Linked DNA regions of Mus musculus: all the other regions are linked to region 1. A link is a contact called in public promoter capture Hi-C data. All regions are on one chromosome and are shown on one strand. Each heading gives the region's core, a stretch centred on a gene start, on an enhancer-like site or on the middle of the called end of the contact. The rest is flanking DNA. Distances are from core to core; before and after follow the strand shown. Region 1 holds the start of Stx17 (syntaxin 17). Region 2 holds the start of Zfp189 (zinc finger protein 189). Region 3 holds the start of Anks6 (ankyrin repeat and sterile alpha motif domain containing 6).

The links. Promoter capture Hi-C pulls out the DNA fragments that hold promoters and counts their contacts.
Region 2: a contact with region 1 is called in a promoter capture Hi-C map of pre-B cells, with 2.3 times the contacts expected there. The contact joins the promoter of Zfp189 here to the promoter of Stx17 in region 1. A contact is called at or near these places in 2 of 39 promoter capture datasets (pre-B cells and stem cell-derived epiblast-like cells).
Region 3: a contact with region 1 is called in a promoter capture Hi-C map of embryonic stem cells, with 2.1 times the contacts expected there. The contact joins the promoter of Anks6 here to the promoter of Stx17 in region 1. A contact is called at or near these places in 2 of 39 promoter capture datasets (embryonic stem cells and hippocampal neurons).

Annotation. Positions count from the first base shown.
Region 1 is chr4:48,123,553-48,126,467 of GRCm38.p6, reverse strand. Stx17 (syntaxin 17) reads right to left here and starts at 1,549. Exons shown (of 8, transcript NM_026343.2): 1 at 1,510-1,549.
Region 2 is chr4:49,519,805-49,522,719 of GRCm38.p6, reverse strand. It overlaps Zfp189 (zinc finger protein 189), which reads right to left and starts at 1,544. Exons shown (of 3, transcript NM_145547.3): 1 at 1,125-1,544; 2 at 238-322. The coding sequence starts at 1,157. It overlaps Mrpl50 (mitochondrial ribosomal protein L50), which reads left to right and starts at 1,637. Exons shown (of 2, transcript NM_178603.4): 1 at 1,637-1,758. The coding sequence starts at 1,667.
Region 3 is chr4:47,055,914-47,058,828 of GRCm38.p6, reverse strand. It overlaps Anks6 (ankyrin repeat and sterile alpha motif domain containing 6), which reads left to right and starts at 1,523. Exons shown (of 16, transcript NM_001356426.1): 1 at 1,523-1,880. The coding sequence starts at 1,549.

The DNA.
Region 1 (2,915 bases), core at 300-2,799:
TAAAGAAACCAGATGGAAAGTGCCTCCTTAGAGCAGAAGTCAATAAAGGAGGGAAATTGAGGGCTGTTACAGTATCAAAGTAATAAATAGTACTTGGGGAATAACTGGACTACTAATTGCTATAGAGAATCTCCCAGATACCAAATTTAACTAAGTCATCTGATTGTGTCAACACACAAGCAGTAGGTCCCATCTGGAAGGTCCATGGAGGCATAAACTGAAAAGGGTACTTATACCTTGTGGTATTCTTAACAGAAATGCAACACAATCTAGTCCCAACTAACTATAGACAAACTCCTACTTGAAAGGCATTACCAACATTCCTGACTCTTCAAAGCACACAAAGTCATGATACTGCTACAGATTGGAAAAGGTAATGTCGCCAGGCCCATCAAGAGTAAGGCTGCTTACTAGATACCATTGTAGAATACAGAAGGGACTCTAATAAAAAGAATGGAATCCCAAGAGACCCAGTTAACCAGATAGTAATCTCTTGCTCTCTGTGACTGTATTAAGGATGGTATGTAAAATACTAACACAAGGGCGCTGTAGTGTTCTGTACTATGTGTACGAGTTTTCTTTCTCTCTTTTTTGTTTTTCTAAGACAGGGTTTCTCTGTGTAGGGCTGTCCTGGAATTCAGTCTGTAGACTAAGCTAGCCTTGAAGTCAAGAGATCCTCCTGCCTCTGCCTCCTAATGCTGGGATTAAAGGCATGGGCCACCAAGGCCTCCAGCAACTTCTGCAACTTTTCAATAATTGCAAATGACTCCAAATTTTTTTGTCTGGTGTTTGTGCATGTATAATAATTGCTGTTTCATGGATGAAAGAACGTGTAGAAGACAGGCCTGCAGTCATTTTCCAAGCACACACATTTGCAGTGAGAGGTGTCAAGTGCTTTTTATAAACTTAATCTCTTGGTACTTGCAACTAAGATGATATGGGTACCATGATACTAGGGTTCCACAAGAAGAAAAAGTACCCAAAGGTGAAGTAAATTACTCAAGAGTTATTTAAAAGCGAAAGAGCCCCTTTCCAGGAAAAAGGTCCCAAACTGCTGATAACACTATCTCCCAAGGAAATGCGTCCCCTTGGGCATGTGGGTGGTACAAGGAGAGTAAGTGCTGGCTCGGTCCCCGCAGCTGCGGCCTCTCCGCGTCCTGCTTGGGCACCGGTGTCGCGTCGTCCCTCACGGAGTCACCAGGACGCACCCAGGCCACACCAACGACCCCAGCGGCGCGGCTGGCCCGGCGACCCAGGGCCCGAAGCAGCTCTTCACAGCGACCCGGGAGGGCATAGCGCAGTGGGGCCTCGGCCTCCCCGCTCCCGCAGGGACAGCTACTCCAAAACTGAAAACAGAGAGGCTTGGCCACTTCTGGTCGCGGCCCCGGCGCTCACACTGACCCGAGGCCGGGCTTGGTGACCGGCGCCTCTCCCTTGCGTCCACAGCCCGGCCCGCGGTGACACATCGCAGCCCAGCGACCCCGTGGCGGCAGCCCGGCAGCCCCTTACCTCCCGCCTAGGCGCTCGAGGCCGTCGATACACACTGCGCAGACGCGAGAGGGGCGGGGCGTCTCCAGGGGCGGGATATGTGGCCCCGCCCCCTACCCGGCCAGTGGGCGTGGAGGTAATATAGTGTGCCAACCACTGGATGAACAATTCCAAGTGTTTTATGGGTCGTCTTGTGTACTGTATCTAAGACAATTTACACTTGGATAACCTTCTACATGTTACAGTTTTCCTGCACATTGTGTTCCTTGAATTTTGTTGGCGAGGACGGCCTTGTGCCCCTAGCTCTTTAGGTGTGTAAAAACTGAAGCTCGGAACCCAGTGCCATCCTTCCCCGCCCCGCCCCGCCCCGCCTCCCAGAGCCCCTGAGTGACTGGCTAGGAGTATCTGAATAGCCACAGGCACAAATGAAAGAAGGCATAAACTTTTTTGTCCAGAGCCTGCTGCAGTGCTTTGGGCGTCTGTCCTTATTAAAATGATACCTGGTCACTTTGAGGCTCAGCACAGATAGGAAGTGACTCACTCCAGTTCAGCCCGTTTGTGACAGCGCTGTACTCACAGCTGGTTTTCCTAATTTCTTCTCAAGTAGTTCCAGTTGGACCAGCTGCTGCTAGAACAAGCTTTGAAGTGTGTGCAGGTCATTGATTCTCCTCTCTGAATGTTCTGACCTCAAGACCTAGCCAACTAAAATATATATATGACTATTCAGGTCTTTGCTTGAAATGGATCTTCTGATGATGAAGTTTTCAACAGTCTTAAGAACATTTCCTGTTAGCTGTAAGGAAACTCAGTTCTTAGGATCTGCAGGTAGAAAGGAAGTAGAGGGGGAATTTTAGCCCACAGATTAGGGGCTTAAGAAAGTCTTGAAAGGCAATTTTTAAAATAAAGCTCATTATTAATTAAGCTATTTGAATTTTCTTTGGGGTATACTGGATGTTAGTGTTTATGGTACCCTTAGTTCATAGATTGAGGCATATCTATCAAATTTTCATCCCAAGGAGAAAAATAAAGGTATTAGGTAATGCCATAGGATGGATGGTAAAATGCCAAAGTCAGTTAAACAAGCAATAGGGAATCATTTAATTGGTAAAGTGCCTGCTTCACAATGAAGACCTGAGTTTGGACACCCAGCACCCACATACAAAACCAAGCTCTGTGGTATATGTTTATGATCCTAATACTATCTAAATAGACAAAAGGATCCATGAGCTTGCTGCCCAGCTGGTCTTGTTGAATTGGTAACCTCCAGGCTCACTGAGAGATGATGTGTGTTCTCTCTCTCTCTCTCTCTCTCTCTCTCTCTCTCTCACACACACACACACACACACACACACCGAATCCATTAAACAAGACCTTTTGAAGTAAAGATAACTAGTGTTAAGTTTTGAAAAAGTACAACAGGGAGCTGT
Region 2 (2,915 bases), core at 295-2,794, 1.4 Mb before region 1:
AAGATGAACCGGGAAGGAAAGTACAGAGCCAACAGAGCCGTCTGGGAATGAGATTCTGAAGCTGCCAAAGCCAGCCTTTGCTAACAAGGAAGCGAGGGAGACCAGAGTTGTAGAAAGATCCGAATCAGAAGGTTGGGACAAAATAGTGCTGGTGTCAGTTACACTGCTTGACGCATTCTGGGTTTAAGTGTTAGTACCTTATTAGATATTTTAGTTAGAAAAAGCGTGCATTCTTACCCAGCGAGACCAGCTTTCCGTAGCTGTCCATCATGACATCTTTATACAGGCTTCTCGGAGCTGGATCCAGATAACCCCACTCCTCCTGAGTAAGAAACATAGCCATAGCCTCAAATGTCAGCCACTGCTGGAATTGTTTTCTCTCTGTAGTCAGTTCCAGTGGTCTCTCCACTGAAAGTGGGAGAAGTTATTGTCACTTTACCATGCTCCCATTCACTAGGAGGAACACGGTAAGTAAGAGTTCCAAAAGGTGCTCAATTCATGGCACCTCACACTGAAAAGGATCTGGACTGGTCTAGATCCACGCCTTCCAAACTGAAGGTCTTCTCTGCTTTCGTTATTACACACTAATACCACGACTGTTTTTAGTTAACAGCCTTAAGACCACCCCAACGTTCCCTGGCCTCACTGTTCGCCCCAAGCTTCTACCCACACCAGCTTGGGACCCAATTCGACGCAGTTCCATTAGGTTTTCTAAACACTCACCTTGAGTTCAGACATTGTGCTAGCTGCAGAGGACAGACGAGATTTAAAAAAAAAAAAGAAGAAAAGAAAGAAAAAAGTGCCTCACCTGAGAAACTCATAAATGAGATCTAACTTGGAGCAGTCTTAATTTTCCCCAGCCGATTTATCAAGTTACTCTTGAAAAAAAGAAAAAAAGAAAGAAAGGAAAAAAGAAAAAGGGGCCTTGGGGAGTTTGTAAGTGAACTAAAAGCACCTTGCAGCAAGGGGTATGTCCCGCAGCAAGGGGTACACAGGAGTTGACTGGGGTCCTTTCTTAAGAGTTGTAGAAATGGCCAGGAGGGGGACAGGGGAAGAGGTGATGGCGCGGCCTTGCTGTCTTGGGAGTGGCGAAATAACGGAGATCTCTTGAAAGGGCAACTCACCTTTGGCTCCAGCGGTGGGCTTGGGGACGCCATCGCCTCGTTCAGGAATAGCAGCCACACGACATTGGGGCTCTGATGAGGCCTAGATGGCTGTTGGAAATAAGGCTCGGCGAGAAGGGGCTCACCGGATGGGTCTGGTGTGGTCCTGCCTCTGTCTCGGAGCGGTCAAGTTCCTAGGGGCATATCAGACGTTCTGTCTGGCTGTCCTCCAACCCCAAACCCAGTCCTCTGTCCCGCTGCCTAGCCTTAGGGTCTCCCTGTAATATCTCCTCCTTGTTGCCAATTCCTCCGCCTCAAAGTCAAGCTGCACTACTACCGACCACCCCCGGACCAGAAGGCGTTACCCGGAGCCTTCGCGGAACCGCTCCAACTACAACTCCCAACATGCCCAGGGAGCGAGCCACCGCCTTCTTCCGTAAATGGCAAGCGAACTACATTTCCCGGAATGCATAGGTCTGGGCAACGTCAGGGGCCGCTGAAGTAAGCTCTCATCTGATTGGCTGAGTCGGGCACGTCTGGCGCTCTTGGGTTGCTTGTCGAGAATGGCGGCGCTGATCGTGTCTCGGTTAGCAAGAAGAGGCTGGCTGTGGAAGCTTCCCTTGGCAACACGTAGAGAATTTTGGTCTCGATCCAGGTAAATCTGAGTGTTTCTCAATGGTCTAAGTTCCACGTAAGTAATCAGAAGCGGAGGGGACGAGTTCAGAGGGTTAAGATGGGACCCTGGTCCTGAGCCTTCAGGAGTTAGCGTGGAGTAGGGATCCGAGCTAAAAGCTTACGTTTCTGCGATTGGCAGGACCGCTTCTAACGGCAACACGGTGCGCTTTCCCAGATTTCACTGATGCATACAACAAATAGTTTCTAAATGCCTTCCGTGTCTCTAAGTGTGTACCCAGCAGTACTCTCTTTCCCACGCTTTAGTTCCACACGGGAGGGAACTGAGGCCCACTGAAGAGAAGCACGCACATGGTGGATCCAGAAGCCCCGTGACTTAACTGCTTATCCACAGTTTTCCTCACTGCATCCTGTGGGATCTATGTATATTACTTAGATAATATTTAGGGCCTGAAAATTTAACCGCTGGGACCTCAGAGAACAACGAACGTATTAAGTTAGAAGTTTGAATCCTCACCCCATGTATTAACTCTAACCTTTCCCTGGTTAGTGTCAGATGTCCCAAGTTCATTTCTTTTTTTTTTCACTCAACAGATATTTTAGTGTTTACTATATGATAAATATTAAAGATAAAGTGGTTAATTAGACCAAATCTTTGTCCTCATAGGAGAAGGGGGGCAGTTGGTGATAAACTGTTCATTTTTCAGGTAACCGTTCTTTAAGGTGTAAATGGATGTAGTGATGTATATTCACATAGAGGAGAGATTTCAGCAGTCAGGCCAATCCCACCTTTTTACATCCCTTTTTGCGTTCTGTTTGTTTGTTTTGTTTATTGTCAATCATCATAGCTCTGTGTTAGAATTTTAAATCTTGAAGCATAATTTCTTCCATGTTTTTCTTGCTCATGATTGCTGCAGCTATTCGTAATTTAAGATTGCTCTTTATGTCTTTGGGAAAAGCCATTCGATTTTTTTGAGTTAAGTATTTAAGTAGTGCAGACATGGAACAGTCATTGAACATGGACTGTCTCTTCATTTATATGTGTGTTTTCTGTTTCTTTCATGGATGGTTTAGAGTTTTAGAGTATAGATCTTTAACCTGCTTGGTTATTTTTTCCTAAATATTTTTTTCCTGCTGTTATAAACAAACCAGATTTCTTGATCATTTGGGGGGGGGTGA
Region 3 (2,915 bases), core at 274-2,773, 1.1 Mb after region 1:
CTTCCTACACAGCTTTCCACTTTATTTGTTTATTTTAAATTATATTTATTATTGTTGTTGTTGTTATTCTGTTTTGTTTTTGAGAAAAGGACTCACTATATAGCCTTGGCTGGCCCAGAGCTCACTATGCAGACCACGCTGGCCTCAAATTCATAGAGACCTGTCTGCCTCTGCTTCCCAATGCTGTAATTAAAGGCATGCACCACCATAGCTGACATATTTATTTATTGTGTGTGTGCCTGTGCATGCCATACAACAAATGTGGAAGTCAGGGGACACTTTCAATAACTGTCCTCAGACCTAACAGTTACGCTGTTATCATGACACACTGTTGGGACATGTAACAGCCTTGCCTTGTATGTCTGGCTTCTTGCTGGGTTTGGGCGGGCACTACTAACCATCTAGGGAAACCAGTTGTCTCTTCCTATGGAAGTGTCCATGCTGTAAGGACACATATGCTGTGAACTGCGTCTTGCTTTCTGCTTAATTAGCTTCTTTTCCCCAAAATGTCCTCATGGCTTACTCTCTTCCTTAAGGTTTTTGCAAGTGTTATATTTTCAGTAATTCTCTTGTTGGCTCAATTATGAAACAATGCTCCACCTTCTACCCGATTTTGCTTGGATTCATGTTCCGTTTACTGTGTCAACAGCACTCAACTACCATTCAGCAGCCAAGTTTATTACCACAGCATATCTTTATAGCCTGTATGGGTGGGTCAGATCCTAGAAGGCAGAGATGCTATCTTGCAAACGTTCGCGGCACGAAGAGCTGTGCCTGGCACTAACAGGCATCCAATACATACTTGTTGAGTCCGGAAAGAGAGATGAACTTGATGTCAGAAGACCTGAGTCCTAGCCACAGCAGCGCCTGCAGATCTGTGCAGACTATAGCAACATACAACCTTCCCGGTCACTCGTCTACTGTAGATTGGAATAATCATCTGAAACTCTAGGGTGGCTACAAGGACTGCCCTGGGGACCAGTCGGTGGTTCCTACTGTTTGTGTGATATACAGGAGGGCTTGGGACCAGAACAGTTGCTGGTCCCACACTGAGTTTCCGACAGTGGGTCTGGGGTGTGGCTAGAAAAATCTCTATCTGTAACATGTAAGTTACTGCGGTAGTGGTGACCCCCCCCCCCCCCTGTCAAAAACAAGAGATAGATGGGCGGGTAGCTTGACACAGATGAAGAACTCAGCACTGCAGGGCTGCTCCGGCAAACGACGGGGCTGACCCATTCGTCCCGATTCAGCCTGCGACTGTTTAGGGAGCGCTAGTGAAATGCGGGCCGGTCTGGGGTCGGTAGAGATGCGAGATGAGTTCTAAGCTAGGCCCAGAGGTCGGATTCAGTAGGAACGAACAGGAAGACTGAAGAGTGACCGCACAGTCACAGGCCCACCCTCCAAGGCGGGAGGCGGGCCCTGCGCGCGCGTACCCATCAGGCGCGACCCCGGAGGCGCGCGCGCACCCAGGGGGCGGGCCTGCGGACGGCGGGCACGCGCGCGGCCCCGGGGTGGGAGCGGGCGGCGGCGCGGAGCGGGCGGTCAGCGATGGGCGAGGGCGCGCTGGCCCCCGGCCTGCAGCTGCTGCTCCGCGCCTGCGAGCAGGGTGACACCGACACGGCGCGGCGCCTGCTGGAGCCAGGCGCGGACCCGGTCGCGGGGCCCGAGGCGGGAGCGGAGCCGGCAGGGCCCGAGGCGGTCCGGGCAGCGGAGGCCGGGGCGCCGGTGCCGGTGGACTGTTCCGATGAGGCGGGCAACTCGGCGCTGCAGCTGGCGGCGGCCGGTGGCCACGAGCCACTCGTAAGGTTCCTGCTGCGCCGCGGAGCCTCGGTCAACAGCCGCAACCACTACGGCTGGAGCGCGCTCATGCAGGCGGCCAGGTGAGCGGGGACCGGGAAGGAGAGAGTCCGGGACTCGTGAGAGTGCGAATGGCAGACTTGGAGCTTTGCCTTTTGGTCATCTGTATGATGGAAATAAAAGGGCGGTTTCAGAAACACAAGATTAGGGATGTTAGAAACTTTGGCTTCTGAACAGTGTGGAGGCTGCGGAGTGCATCTTCTAGACGTTCATTCATTCCGTTTTGCATCAAGGGTCTCCTAAGAATCTGTCTACTCACCCTGGCTTTGGGGGTTGACCGAATAGATAACTGGGATCCAATTAAGTCCCTATTTTGGGGATATGAGTGGGGTGGGTGGGTAAATAAAGTAGCATTCTTGATCTGGAAGGTCTGACAGTAGTAGCTGACCCAGTTGGAGGAATAGAGGCGATTTTTAGTGGAAATGAGGTGTTAAGACTCGAGGATTTGTAAGAGTTATCCAGGACCGGAAAACGAGGAAGCGAGGGAGAACAAGCACACTGCAGACACATAGTGATGAAAGGTGGTCAGACAACTGGGAGGATGCTGCGACCCAGAGGGGGCTGGAGACAAGCCCACCATTGGAGGAAGAAAGTAGGTGCCAGATTGGGGCTGAACAGAAACCCACAATCTAAGGATGATCAGGAGTGTGGAAGGCACAGGGCACTGTGACCGGAACAGACTTTTGTTTCGGGTAAGTTACATTCAGCACCTGTGAGAATAGGCAGAGAGATGGGCCAGAGTCAGGAAGGCTGGCTAGGAAGACAGCAGCCAAGGAAGAGACAATTAGTGGCCTGGATAAACCTGAAGTTGATCCTCGTGGTTGTGTGACCCTGCGAAGGGGTTGGGAGAGGCAGCAAAATCCATCTCTAGATTTCTGACTCGTATAAATATACTGAGCTGTAAAAAAACAAGAAAAGAGACAATGCTTGTTTTGTTTTTAGATTTGTTTTTATTTTATGTGTATGAGCGCCTGTGTATATGTGCACCACATGTGTGCCTGGTGTCTGAGGGAAGCCAGAAGAGGGCGATGGGTATCCTGGAACTGGAGGTACAGACA